Linked DNA regions of Zea mays: region 1 is linked to region 2. Evidence: chromatin contacts called from public Hi-C data. All regions are on one chromosome and are shown on one strand. The core of a region is the stretch at or near the end of the contact, and the rest is flanking DNA. Distances in the headings are between cores, read along the strand shown.

Region 1 (2,700 bases), core at 125-2,624, 330 kb after region 2:
TCTAATGAAGTACCGGACCCTGATACTAATTGAAAGCCTCCTAGAGGGGGGGTGAATAGGTGAAACCTGAAAATTATAAACTTTGAACACGTACTTCACCTAGGGTTAGGGTTAGAAATAAATAATAGTGAATTCGGAGTGCGGAAGATAATTCTTCTTGCTATGAGTTGCTCAATCAATACGGATAACTTTGGGAGCAAACTCAAAACGATGTGAGCAAAAGAACTTTTAGAGAGAGGAGAGAGGAAAGAAACAAATCGAATAGTGAAGATCAACACAAATGGACACGACGATTTGTTTCCCGAGGTTCGGTTCGAAAGAACATACTCCCCATTGAGTCTGGCACAAAGGTCGGGTCTATTTCAACCATTTTCCTCTCTCAATCGGTCACTTAGACCGGTTGAGTGCTTCTTTTTAATCTCGCGGGTCGCAAAGACCCCGCAAGGATCACCACACACTTAGGTGTCTCTTGCTTGCTTTACAAATCACTTAGACGGTTTAGAGAGAGATGAAGAAAGCAACCAAGCAACAAGAGCAACACATGAAACACAAATCACCCTCTCTCAAGTCACTAAGCACTTTTGATCACTTGACTTGATTATGGCACTTGGAGAGGATTGGAGGCTTTGAATGTGTCTTTGGAATGTATTCTTTGCTCTTGGATGACTTAAATGGAGGTGGTTGGGGTATTTATAGTCTCAACCACTATTCTAGCTGTTGGCTAACTTCTCTGTCGACGGGCACACCGAACAGTCCAGTGCGCACCGGACACTGCACTGTTCATTATCCGGTGCACGCCACGTCAGCAGACCATTGGGGTTTGGAGCTGTCGACCATTGACTTCGTCTGTCCTTATGGTGCACCGGATAGTCTGGTGCGACCTGACGTTGTAGACTGTCTCTGACCTTCTGACGTTGTATACTACCGTGGCAGTCGACCGTTGGCGAAGTCGACCATTGCTCGTGGGCTCAGCGGAGAGCCCAGTGCACATCGGACAGTCCGATGATTTTTAGCCGAGGAGCTCTTCGTTTTCCTGAGAGCGGTCAGTTCGCGGGCGCGCCAGCCTAGGCACCAGCTGCAAGCAGGTACAAATCCGTTTTGCTCCATACTTCTAGAATTGCCCCAAGGGTCTTTTTCTTATATGTATCTATGAACTTTATGCACCTGAGAAAAAATCAACTAGGAAAACTAGTTAGTTCATAAGGTTTGTGTTGGCCATCAAACATCAAAATGGATTATAGGAAATGTTTGAGACCATTTTGCTTTCATCCCAATCAGTCAGCTAAATTATGAAGGAAAGCCATAAATAGTGACTAGGCCAAAACTGGGCCGAGACGGCCCAGCAACGGGGAAAACCCACGCCCGCCGCACCATTTTTACACCTAATACCCTGAGGTTTCAAAAAACTTGACGTACTATTCTCCAGAGTCATAGGACTTGCAAAAACTCCCCATGTCTTCTGTTCAATTCACAAACCCACATCCTCGAATCCCACCGTCCCCTCCGACGAGCCTGAGACTTGGGACACGGTGGAATACGACTGGGACGCTAGTCGAGTCTACGCTAAGAACATGTTATCCACGACGGCGGCCCATTTGGACCCAAGGAACAAGCGATAACAAGATCACCATGCCCTGACCACGGTTCCAGTAAAAATTGGGTCCGTTGAGAGGTATCCAGGTGAGGCCGGCACAGTAGAGTTCAAGGGGAGGGCACGGGAAGGACTAGCAAGTCACCCCACCAACGGTGCTCACGCAAACATGACCGGGGAGAGCGCAAACAGAACGGTCGATGATGGAGTGGCTCACGGCAAAGATCAACGGCGTCGTGGCGGCGTTCCAATCGACTCGCTACGGGACAAAAAAACAGACATGTCCATAAGCTTCACTGCCCTATGCAAGTACTAGAACACTAAGCTTAAAGCATATAAATAAATCGTGCTAGGCTGACCATGGTGGAGGTGGGATGTCGGTAGCGTGGTCACCGGTAAGGGCAAGGACAGCGCGCGACAGACCTGGCTAGCACCCGGAATATGGAACGCAGTAACACACGGCGAGGTCTACTAAATTCGGGGAGAGAGGTAGGGCTTTACTGAACTAAGTCCACGGAGCAGCGAGGTAGACACTGCCTGGTTTAATTGGATCACGGCGAGAAGGACACCGAGGTGTCGACAGCTACAACAGTGTGGACATGCAGTTTCACTGCATGAGCATCACGCAAGACCCAAGCTCTAGTGAGTCACTGAATGGGAGACCGATGAGACACTGACAAAAACAAGCAAACAATATAGCCTCCTGATAGTGGATAAGTTTTAGTCCCTTCTAGAGGTAAATACGTGGAACTCAAAGTTTATGTATATCCCCCCCCCCCCCACCCCCCACACACACACTTATCCACAAGTTAGGGCTTGTTCGGTTAGCTCTCAATCCATGTGGATTGAGTGGGATTGGATGGGTTTGAATCCCAAACAAGTCAAACTTCTTCTCATTTTTTTCCAATCCCATCCAATCCATGTGTGTTGGGAATAACTGAACAAGCCCTTAACTGGCCACAAGCAACCGACAACAGTAGTACCCAAAAAAAATCTTGTTCAGAATTGCGAATCGACACTGATTCTACTGCCTCTACACCCTTCAGTCCACCTGAACCCTTCTCATTGAAGCCCCTTTTACCTCATCATTCCATATGACACAAACCAAG
Region 2 (2,700 bases), core at 151-2,650:
CCGACGAGCCCAAAAAACAGGCTCGGCTCGCTCACGAGCCTCAAGCTTATTTTTCAGCCCTACATGTGTGCATGACAGCTTCATAGCTTACTCAAGTTGTCCGTATAAGGAATCATATTATAGGTTTTATTTAAAAGACCCAAATTGTGTAAGTGAAAGCAAGCTACTGAATATATTGTTTCCCCAATGATTAAAAAATGGTGAAAGCACAGCATTCAAGTCCATGCATTCGCGAATACTCTCTAAATTACTATTTCATGGTTCACTAATATAAGCAGATAGTGCCTACACTTAGCAATTTGCTAATGACAGGTTGGACCAAAATGCATACTCAGCAAGTAAACAATTGGGAAGCTTCAACTCTACTTATGTTGCCCCTTGCCCTGTTTCTTGCATGTAAGGAGTAGTAGAATGCAGAATCAGAGAGTAGAGGCGATTCAGTCCTGAATTTTGGTTGCCTTCAGCTCACTAGCTGTTCTGAACAGAGGAAGGAAGTAGCGGCGCATCAGAAACTCTCTCCGTCTCAAAGGAGTGTCCCTCTGGTATTTGTGAGAGTCAAACTTTCAAAAGTGTATCTCTAGATAAGTTTATTATAAATATAGATTCAACAATATATCTGATGATAATAATCATACACTATAAATATCGATACTTTCTTATATATTCAACTTGGACTCCTCGCTTCCCCAGGAATTTTGATATGAAGGGAGTACGTTCTGGGAACAGGGATTGTTTACTAACCGTATTACTACTTACTATTATATGCAAATCCTCTGCTGATAGCAGATTAGGCTATCTTAAGCAGCTTAATCATCTCATTTTAAACTCCACTTTGTAAACATTATAATCTATAGAACAAAAATTTTGCACGGCCATCTTACGGGATCAGTTCGCATCATCCCACGTGCGAAAAAAGGTTAAAAAAATCTCCTCTGGATTCCAATCGAACCTAATCAGTTCGCATCATCCCACATGTGAGAAAAGAAACAGAAGGTTAAAAAAAGCTCCTGATTATTCGTCGTTGAAAAGATGGAAATGCGGGACCGAACAGGATTGAAATCGACTCGAATCGCATGTCGGGTGGAATGGAATATTCAGAAGAACAAGAGCGGGCACATTCAAATCGACTCGAATCCTCAGAGGAATGGACTGACCTTGAGCTTTGCGCGCTCGCGAATTAGGGTGAGGGAGGCGTCGATGACGCGGCTCTGGCCCCGCTCCACCGCCTCCGCCGACACCTTGGCCGCGCTGAGGCGCTGGATGTGGTGGATCCACTTGGTACCCGCCGCCGCGCCACCCATCTCTTGGGACTCTCCGAAGGCGGAGCCGAACCCGACCAATCCCTGCAGCTAATTGGGTCTCTCCCCTCGGACTCCCTCCTCCTCTCCCTCTCGAGTCTGGTTCGATCACGAATGGCGGTACACCCGACTACCCGAACCGGAAAAGAGAGGGAGGAGACGTGCCGCGGCAGCGTTGCCGACTTGCCGCTGCCGTGACAAACTGTGACAGCGTTTGCGTGCGTTTGGAAATCGTTGCCAGGAGAAGAGAGTAGAGACTAGAGAGTTCATGAATTTGGCGAGATTTTATTTGTGTCTTCTTCGAATCTCTGCACTGTCCGTTTGGCCGATACTCGGATGCTCCGATAACGTAAGTAGGAAGTATTTCACGTCTAGGTGTTTATTAAGGATGTGTTTGGTATGGATCTACTACATAGCACAACAGCTCTACTTTAAAATTCTGCGTGGAGCAGCTCTGCTTTAGAGTTTAGACTTGTTCTTAAATGCTATGAGTTAAGAGCAATACAACACAAATGTTAATAGTTAAAAGTTTTTGTTGGAACTTGCTCTCAGTCGCAAGGAAGCCAACAAGAGTGAACAGTGATGACAACAGGGTTACGTGCTAGAAGGTAATAGCTCTGTTAATCTGGCCTCCCACGGGCACTGTGCAGGGGTATTTATAGGTACCTGAGCGCCCAGCGCCTTGTGCTAAGGACGCATGTGCCCTCAGCTACCTAGGTTATCCCCAGAATATTCCCATAAAGCGGGGTTACAGACTGTAATTACAGGGATGCCTTTACAAATTAGGCCCGTAACGCGCGGCGGCCACGCAGGGCCCGTTACAATGGGCCGGATCGCACGTGGGCCTCTGAGCCGGACGAGGCCGCACTGTGGGATGACTTCGTCGCCGGTCTTCGTCTGGTGCCGATCAAGCGAAGGGTGTCCCTGCCTGCTTTGTCTCTGTCAGAGCAGCGGCTATCAGCGGAGACTTCGAGCGAAGGGTGGCGTCTCTGCCTTCGCCCCAACATTTGCCCTCCGAGGGACCAGTTCGACAAAGTCACCTGGTGTCGAAGACGTCGCTAGATGGCGGAGACGCTGCCCTCGCTCGAAGTGGTTCCGCGGGGGTTTTTGATGTGACCGTTGATTGACGGCGTACTGTTGGATTGCGGGTTTCCCGAAGCGTCGCGCCCTGTTGGATTGCGAGTTTCCCGAAGAGCCGCGCCCTGCCTATAAAAGGGGGCAGGGGTCGGCGCTTTTTGAACTTCACTTTCCGCACTCCGTGAAAACCCTAGCCGCCCGCCGTCTTGCTGCTCGTCTGCCCGCCGTGCTCTTGTTCGCCGGAGATCTGGCGCGAGTGAAGCAGACCGCCCGCCCGCCGCCGCCGACGGTACGTAGCGATGCCGTCCTCTTCTTCTTCCACTGC

What was found. Hi-C and Micro-C count contacts between places; a contact is called where the count stands out from the background.
Region 1: a Hi-C map of leaf shows a contact between it and region 2, with 5 times the contacts expected there. The contact joins the enhancer-like site here to the promoter of LOC100272721 in region 2. A contact is called at or near these places in 6 of 25 Hi-C or Micro-C datasets (bundle sheath, ear, leaf and 1 more).

The regions. Positions count from the first base shown.
Region 1 is chr10:96,359,722-96,362,421 of Zm-B73-REFERENCE-NAM-5.0, forward strand. No RefSeq gene overlaps it. Among protein-coding and RNA genes, the nearest start is that of LOC109943169, 41 kb to the right of the region's middle. Within about 2 kb of position 1,375, at least 4 of the 20 cell types and tissues checked have an H3K27ac peak or open chromatin away from gene starts, as enhancers often do. A contact at or near this core is called in leaf, where this site is marked.
Region 2 is chr10:96,025,327-96,028,026 of Zm-B73-REFERENCE-NAM-5.0, forward strand. It overlaps LOC100272721, which reads right to left and starts at 1,401. Exons shown (of 6, transcript NM_001147174.1): 1 at 1,155-1,401. The coding sequence starts at 1,301.